2 separate regions of the Sus scrofa genome follow, and region 1 is linked to region 2. The links are chromatin contacts, called in public HiChIP or PLAC-seq maps. All regions are on one chromosome and are shown on one strand. Each heading gives the region's core, a stretch centred on a gene start, on an enhancer-like site or on the middle of the called end of the contact. The rest is flanking DNA. Distances are from core to core; before and after follow the strand shown. Region 1 overlaps HIP1 (huntingtin-interacting protein 1). Region 2 holds the start of HIP1 (huntingtin-interacting protein 1).

Region 1 (4,242 bases), core at 1,719-4,218, 58 kb after region 2:
TCAGACCGCTAACCTGGGAACCTCCATGTGCCACAGGTGCAGCCCTAAAAAACAAATAAACAAACAAAAAAAAAAAAAACGAAAAACAGCAAGAGATGTTGGTGGAGAGGTTTATTTTAAGGAGGTATATCAAGCTTTAAGGAGAAAAGTAGATTTGAAAATGTAGACCAAATAATAACCAGGTGCTCGGCAAGTCAAGCGGGTTGAAATGCCACCAGGGGAACCTTGGGGGAGTTTCTGCATGAAGCAAGGAGAGAGAAAAGATTCCAGATACTCCCCTCACTGCTGCTCCCAGGAAAAATGAGGGAGCTGTGGCCTCTACGCCTCTTCTTGCAGGAGTTTGGGGTGGGAGTCAGGGGACTGTCACCAGGCTCTCTGCAATACCAGATCTCACTAGGAATGTTGCTAGGTGACACTCAGGCCCAATTTGGCCCCCCTGGGAGACAGAGATCCGCTTATCTGGTTTGGTCACTGAGCTCTGCCCCTCAGCACCCCAAACCTAATGGCCACTGAGCACACATCCGTGCCCTGGATACCAGTCATCTCACTGCATTGTCTCTACCACCCTTGACCAGCTCCAGAAAACAGGCCCCGGGGAAAGGCAGGGCTTCAGCCTAGTTCACGCAGCTTGGCAGGCTAGAGCCCGAGTCCTTGCTCTTGCAGGACACTAGTTGAGCCAGATCCTGGAAGCCAGGCAAAGGAAGGAGCGGCAAGGTTGACGAGGCAAGAATTGGCAAGAGACCATAGGCGATGAAACCAGTTATCCCCACAAGGACAGGTTTTATGATTTATTAATAAACCAAGCAATAAAGGGACTTTTTTGGAGCTTGGGAAATTTTATGGGCCCTAATAATTTCCTGAGTACTTTTGCACACGTTATTTTTCACTTGATCCTTATAACAACCTCTGAGCCATGGTTTTTATACCCATTTTGTAGACAGAAACTGTGGCTTACAGAGAGTAAAGGCTTTAGATTGTGCTACTAGTGCTGTGTGGGAGGCTTGGGGTATGGGGGGTGTGTGGGGGTGTGTGTGTGTGTTTTGGGGGTGCTCCTGACAGCTGTGGCAATAGCCTCATCAGGTGTTTCATTGCCAGCGGGATTCTCAGAGCAGAGGTGACCCCAGCAGGAGAAGCAGAAATTCCTCAGCCTGATGAGGTCACGGTTTGTGTTTCTCCCAAACATTTATTTCTCAGAGCCTGTATCCTAGTGAAGGCAATTGACATTTATTTGTTATTTACCTGGCTTTTCCCTAGAACATGAACATGTTTATTAAAGGGATTGTCACTCCCAGCAATGTCAGTTTATTTAGCAACGGCAGAATTTTTCCTGCACATGTGCTTCAAGGTCTCACCTGAAGTTTAGAAGAGCTCCTTGCCCTGGGCTGCGCTTGGAATGAGACCAGGTTCCTGCCCTCAGAGGGTCAGCCAGCACACCCAGAAATAAGGTTCAGCCAACTCTGTGGGCACCCTGGGACCTAGTCAAGTTGGCACCCAAAATTAGCCATCACAGCAGGCTAAGTGATTTCAGCGTCAACTAGCATTACCAAGCACCCCCTGTGCCTGTGCTGTGGGCTCCATTTGCATGCACCCCCCACCCCCGAGCCCCCCAAGAGAAGGCATTATCCTACGTGCAGGAGGAGAAACTCAGGCTTGGCATGAACGCCTGAACAGAGGCAAAGCGTCTTCCACACCCACCCTCAGCAGGCGTTGGGTCGTGACTACAACTTTCTGTAACTTTGCTCTTTTCCACCTCAGGCCTTGTGTGACTTCATTCTCCATCCTACCGCACGGTGCTATTTTAATGATTATTATTACTGACGGCCATAATTAACATATGTGTGGTGCTATAATAGAAACAGTAGCTAGCTCTTACATAACACTGGGTCTAACAGCCAGTTTTCCTTGTTTTACCTGCATTAACTCGCCTCCTTTAGTAGATGTGGCAAGTGAGGCTCAGAGAGGTTGAGTGACTTGCTCAAGGGTGGCCAGGGTTGCAGCCCAGAGTCTTTTTTTTCCCTTCTGGTTTTTTTTGGGTTTTTTTTTTTTTTTTTTTTTTAAGAGCTACACCCACAGCACATGGCTGTTCCCAGGCTAGGGGTTGAATCAGAGCCACAGCTGTGACCTACACCACAGCTCAGATCGTTTAACCGACTGAGTAAGGCCAGGGATCTAACCCGCATCCTCACAGACACTATGTCAGGTTCTTAACCTGCTGAGCTACGATGGGGGTCTTATGTGACTTTCCTAGTAACTTGCCTGAAGCCGTATGGTAAGAGGAAGCTGGAGGTCAGACTTGAACCTGGGAATTTGGATTTAAAAGCTTCACTTCATCCAGACTCCCTACTCTGCCTTCAGGATCCTGGGATATTTTTACTGTGTGTGTGTGGTGGGGGCGGGAGGGGTCCTTAAGACCCTCGCACTGACCCTCCTCACGCAGGCCCTGTGCTCGTGGGTGCCCCCTGCCCCATCTGCTCTGTGAGCAGCTGCCTTCTGCTAAGTGGCTTTTGTGCAGAGCCCATGCCCTGACTCTTAAAAAGGAATGTGTGGGATGAATAAGCACCTAAAAATAACTCCAGATCAATTTTTTGAGGGGGGAGAGGGCTGTGTTTTCCTTTCTCTCCTTTCTCCTCCCTCCCTCTGCCCCCAAGGCCCATAAACCGCTGCTGGCGGACAGCTGGGCCAGGCTGGCTTCCTGTAAGGCTGTAATAACATGGAATTAGCCCGGCGGCCGCCCTCGCCAGCACGGAAATGCCAGTGCTTGGCCACTATAGGCATCTTTGAGTTGATACCTTCCTGCTCTGGTCCATGCTCCCGGGACAGGTCTTTGCTCATCAGGTAACTGGGCAGAGACAGATTCCTGGGCCTGTCCTGCCCGGGGATGAGGGTTGGAAAAACCCCTCTGAGGGAGGCTGGCAGCTTCTGGGTTGAGCCGTCTGAGGGAGCCCCAAATTCCTGCCTCCAGGGAGGAGCCGGGCGGGCAGGAGCAGAGCACTCTGGCAGCCTGGGCCCCACGTCGAGGTTTGCAGGCTGTCTGCTGACTCAGGAACTTGGCTGAGTGACTTGCATCTGTCTCCATGCCCCTCACAGGCCCCTTACCCCTGCCGGGCCCCCACAGGCCGCCCGGAGAGGCTTTGGAAACGCAGCAGACAGACCTTTGCTGCCCGGAACCCTCCAGCTAAAAGCAGAAGCAGGTTACGTTTCTTCCTTGGAGGCTCTATCCTGCAGAATGGATCAGTTCTGGGGGTATGCTAGGAATTTATGTGTCGCTCAGCCATGCGTGAAGTCTCTTTCCCCTGTGATATCAAATATATAGAAAAGGACACCCGCGTTGAACGGCAGGGGTGGGAACAGCAGGGTAAAGAAGGAAGGGAAGCTCCCAGGGCCGAAGCGTTCAGAGGTCCCCGCTTATGCTGAGCCTCTGGCCAAGGGATGGAAAATTCCAGGCGGAAGCTCAGAAATTCCCCATGTAGGAGAAGTGCTAAGGGAAGCGCCACACCTCATCTCCTGCGCCCCTGGGCTCCAGCCAGGGCTGGGGCGGGGCTTCCTGAGCCCCAGCTATGGGGTTGCTCGGTGATTGAGTTGTTCCCAGTCTTGGCTGCACATCCCCACATCCTGGGGGAGCTTCAAAATGCTGATGCCCAGGCTCTGTCCCCAGGTCAGTTATGTCAGCATTCCCGGGGTGGGGCCCTGACTTCCCGGGGGGTGGAGTGGCTCCACGGGCAACAACAACCTTTGTTTTCCTCTACCCTCTGCCTTGCTTCTCAGCTTCTTATTTCTCAGACTCAGACGCAGGCACTGCCACGCCAGGCCCTGTGTCCTACGTAATGCGGGCTTGGGAAATGATGCTGAGGGCTCTGGTGTCTCTGATGACAGCGACGATGATGATTGAGGCCATGCCCCGAGGGCTAGGAACCCTGGAAAAGAGCTTTTCTATGACTTCATTACAAAAGAGTCCCTTATAAATACTGGCGGGAAAGGATCACTGTGAAAGTTGTACCCAAGGTCCCAAAGGGTCAGAAGCACATGTTCCCCTTAGCCCGTAACCAGCAAGTGGCCCAACCTCTGAGCGCTTTCCTGCCTTCCCCTGGGCCTGGCCTGAGATGAGTTCTGGTTCTGAGCACCAAGCCAGGCTTCCAGAGGGCCCTCCTGGCGCCTCCTGAATCTGTGCCTCGGGGGCCCACCGGCCCAAGCTGCAGTGTGGCCAGCAGCCCTCCCTGAGAGCGTGGCCGGCCAGCAGGGCGG
Region 2 (4,248 bases), core at 1,421-3,920:
TTTAAGGTCGCACCAACCCAATTAAAAGATGGGCCAAACATTTAAGGAGAAACAGGATATTTGCACAGCCTCTAAGTATCTCCTTCCCAATTTTTATTAATTAAAAAAGGAAAAATAAACTCATCAAGTTGTATACTTTAAATATATGCAGTTTACTGTATATTAATTATGCCTCGTTGAGCTATTAAAACATGTATGCTCAGACTCTAGGGACCCATAGGAATAGTTTGGTCAGCTTGCGTATCTTCATTTCCAGATATTAAATCAGACCCTCAGTTCACTGGTGGCTCAGCAGGTTAAGGATCTGGTGTCATCACTGCTGTGGCTTGGGTCACTGCTGTGGTATGGGTTTGATCCCTGGCTAGGGAACTTCTGCATGCTTTGGGTGTAGCCAAAAAAAAAAAAAAAAATCAGATTCAAACTAGGTGTGGAATGGGACAGGTCAAAAGACAATTACCATTCCTCCTGTGGGTTTCCCAGAGGTAGGATTCCATGTCTGGAAACCTGGCATCCCCAGAAGGTATCAAACAGGTGGTTCCAGCATTACTGGGAGAGGTAGTAAGAGCTGAAGGAAACTAGCAGATTCCTGAAGTTTATATCCCAGGGGAGGGTTCCCCTCAATCCTTGGCAAAGAGTTCTGCTCTGTGGCAAGTGGGAAATGTTATTTTTAACTCACTCTGAGTTTCGCAGAGGAAGGTAACCAGCTTGAGTCTTTCTCCATAGGGTGCCTCCAAACCACAAATTCCTGATTCCTACTCTGGTTTATTCTAATAAGAAGTAGGCTGATCCCTTAATCCCCGTTTAAAAAGCCCCTGTTTATTGAAGCCATAAACTCTGGGCAAAGGATCATAAATCACTCTTTAGCTGGGTCCAGGGCACCAGGCAGGTGCAGGACCAAGAATGGGCACACAGAGGTCATCTTATGAAGCTACCTGTTTTCCTTGTAGGTACACTCCTGGGAGCCCCCATGCGGGGAATCTCCAGATCCAGCCTGCACTCTTTTCCACTCTGCTCTGAGCCTGGAAAGAGGGGTGGGGGCAGGGGTGACCATCACCCTAGCCCTCCTACTTCCAGCTGGTTTGGCCAATGGGAGGCACTAGCAGGAAATCGAGGCTTGGAGATCTAGAGATTGGGGTCTCTCAGTGATCCATTTTCTACCTTAGGCCACAGTTCTGTTCAGGTGCCTCCTCTCCCAAGATTAGAGCAAAGCCTGGAAAATGAGGTGACAGCTAACCTCATCCCAGAGAAACCCAAGGGGAGTCACTCCCAGGGCCTCCCCTACTAGCACAATCTAAGACAAGGTGAAACCAGCTTGCTTGCTGTGCACATGTAGCCTGAGACAATTCCCGTCCATCAACCTCGCCCTTAAATTCTTCTACAGAAATTCTGCCCCAACACTGCCTCCTCGCTCCCTCTGTTCTCTTTGTCCAAACCTATTCACAGAACGTCCCACAGGACTGAACTTTCTCCCTTCCTTGCTGGTGGAGGCCCTCATTGTCTCTCACCTACTGCTGGAATCTCCCCATCTGTCCCCTCACTTCCCTCTCCCCCAGTAATCCCGTCCACACAATGCCAGCTCTGAAAAGCACAGGTCTGAGCAAAAGCCTTCAGTGGCTCCCTAGTGCCTGCAGAGGCCCACCCCCTCTTCCACTTCTCTATTGAATGTGTGAATTTTATCAAAAGCTCTTAGTTTAAAAAAAAAAAGTAATGCCTTTCTTTACTGAGTTTCAAAGCGTTTATTTTTAAAACACCAAAATTGGCACGTAACGGGAAACTTCACTTTCTTCAGCAACTCGGCTAAGGGATCACACTTCCCTCTGCCTGTCGCCTTTCGGTTCCTTGGCGGACGTCTGAGCAGGACAGGAGGTTGTCCCAGAGCCGGGGATAAATATAAAGTGTCTACAGGGGATTCTACCAACGATATGTTCTGGCTAGATCCAGATAATGAGAGGTTTGGAAAGGTGTCGAGAGGCTTCCACGGACCCAGCCCAGCGCTCCTGGGTCGCGATCATTACAAAAGGGATGGGCAGGGATTCGGGGCAGGGATGGGATGAGGAAGAAGCAAGGGAGCTGGGTGGGAGCTGCCACCCAAGGCGTCCAGGTTTGTAAGAAGCCGACCCAATCTGCAGAAGCCGGCCTCGGGGTAGCGCATCCCGGGACTCGGCCGCCGAGTTGGTTCATCCCGAGCGAGTAAATAGGCCAGTCCCAGGCGGGCCCAGATTCCCTGCGGGAGTCCCGTTGACTCTCCTCCAGCTTGGCTGCCGCCCACCAAGCCGGGACCTGGCAGCGACCCTCCGCACAAGCAGAGCGCTGCTCTAGAGGAAGGGGCGGCCACGGCAGGGCGAGGAGAGCGGCGCGCTTGGCGTCGGGGGAGGGGCGGGCGAGGGGCGGTGGGGCGGCGAGGGGCTGGCCAGGGCAGGTCAGGGCCGCCCCCGCCCCGCCCCTCGCCCGCCCCCGCCTGGAGCCGCGGGACCCAGTGACTGACAGGCTTCCCGGCCGCTCTGCTCTCGCCTCTAGGTCCCGGGGGCCCGGGCGGGCGGGGCGCGCCGGAGGAGCTCCGGAGGGGGCGGGGGCGGGCGGGGAAGCCTCTGAGTGGGGGCGGGGCCTCGAGAGAGTAGCAGCGCTCTCAGCCAATGGGAGGAGGGAGCCGTCCCGTTAGCGCCGGATCCCAGCGGGTAGGGCGGGGCAGGCGGCGCCGTGGGGATCCCGGGGCGGCAGAGGGCCCCTGACTCGGCTCCGCGAGGCGACATGGACCGGATGGCCAGTTCCATGAAGCAGGTACCCAACCCTCTGCCAAAGGTGCTGAGCCGGCGTGGGGTCGGCGCGGGGATGGAGGCGGCAGAGCGGGAGAGCTTCGAGCGGACTCAGGTGAGGACCCGGGGACGCCGGGGCGTGCACGGCTGGGGCATCCCGAGACTCTGTGTCCAGAGGCGGACTTGAAGGGAGTAGAGGTCTTGCAGGCCCAGGGAAGGACCGGGCTAGGGGCCGCGAGAGAGCTCATCTAGCGTGTTGGTCCAGGCGATTCGGGACGGTCGGGGACCCCGAGGGCATCTGGGGAAGAGGGCAGGGCGGCCCCGAGTTGCTGGCAGGATGCCAGCTGCGCGGCCGAAGGCGGAGGGTCCTGGCGGGGCAGGGGAGGGGTCTCAGGAGCGGCGAGAGGGGGAAGGAACCCGAAAGGGGCCGAATGAAAGGGGTGCCCCTAGTCTGGGGCAGCTCACTGAGGAGCTGCTGAGGGACACCAGTGGGGCGCCGGGTCGGGTGTCTGAGGGGTGGGAGCCCTTTGCTCCCTTCTCTGTCGCCTCAGGGTTGCGCTGACATTCCCCCCACCTCTAGCACCCCCTTCCTTGTGCCTCTTGCTTGGCTCACACCACCCCCAGCTGTCGGCCTCTGAGGGCCGAGCTGAAGGGGTCTGAGCGGCGAGAAGGAATGTAGGAAATGCGATGTGTGGCCGAGTTTGGACGATAACTGGGGGCTGGAGGAGGGGGCCGGCCAGGGGGGCAGGGTCCGAGGCTCTCCGACCGACGGCCCCATGCTGGTCAAGTTGAGCTGCCCTGAGCTACCCAGAACCCTGAGTTGGGGTTTTGGTTTCATCCCCCAAAATGTGCCTGACAGCGAATCGGCAGGCTGCCCCATTTGTCCAGCCTGACCAGGGCTGGGGGCCAAAATTCTTCTCTGTCATCAACAAAAAGCCACAATCCATTTTTACCTCAGAGTTTTAATGCCTGGAGTATTGATTGGACTGAATAAAGCTGACATATTTTCGGCTCGTTTGTATGCAAAATCCATTTCGAAGGGCACAGCACTTCTATTAATACCAGTGCCAAAGTTGTATGGGCAGATTTGTTCTTCACTCTTGCTCTCAGAGTGGAGCCTTTGAAGATCCAGGGGGGCCTCCACTGCCAGAGGCTGATTCTCCTGCTGTGTTCTGCTCACCTCCCCCTCCAAACACAGTACCCTATGAGGGAAGGGCTTTGGGGTTTTGGATGGAAAAGAGTTCGAGGTCCTGAGTGTTCTGTGTATAGAATCTGGCAAAGAATAAAGCTCTTCGTCGCAGGGGACCTCATCCTCTTCTTTTTCGAGGCACCTCTGGACCTTCGCAGGTGTGTTTGGGTGATGTAAATAGAGAGTGTCCCCTCCAGGTCATCATCCTGTCTCAGATGGGATGGGAGAGATGGCCGTTCACTTCCGCTTCCCAGGGTCCAGCTAGGTTTGAGGTTTTGTCCTCTGACTTTCTGGGCTGGACTGCAG

The links. HiChIP or PLAC-seq counts read pairs in DNA pulled down with a chosen protein or histone mark.
Region 1: an H3K27ac HiChIP or PLAC-seq map of skeletal muscle shows a contact between it and region 2. The contact joins the enhancer-like site here to the promoter of HIP1 in region 2. A contact is called at or near these places in 16 of 47 Hi-C or Micro-C datasets (adipose tissue, alveolar macrophages, brain and 9 more) and 1 of 2 datasets of contacts at active chromatin or transcription factors (skeletal muscle).

The regions. Positions count from the first base shown.
Region 1 is chr3:10,471,758-10,475,999 of Sscrofa11.1, forward strand. The region is part of intron 1 of HIP1 (huntingtin-interacting protein 1); the gene reads left to right. Among named protein-coding and RNA genes, the nearest start is that of HIP1, 57 kb to the left of the region's middle. Within about 2 kb of position 2,969, at least 35 of the 83 cell types and tissues checked have an H3K27ac peak or open chromatin away from gene starts, as enhancers often do. A contact at or near this core is called in adipose tissue, embryonic fibroblasts, mesenteric adipose tissue and 4 more, where this site is marked.
Region 2 is chr3:10,413,748-10,417,995 of Sscrofa11.1, forward strand. HIP1 (huntingtin-interacting protein 1) reads left to right here and starts at 2,671. Exons shown (of 34, transcript XM_021086314.1): 1 at 2,671-2,868. The coding sequence starts at 2,749.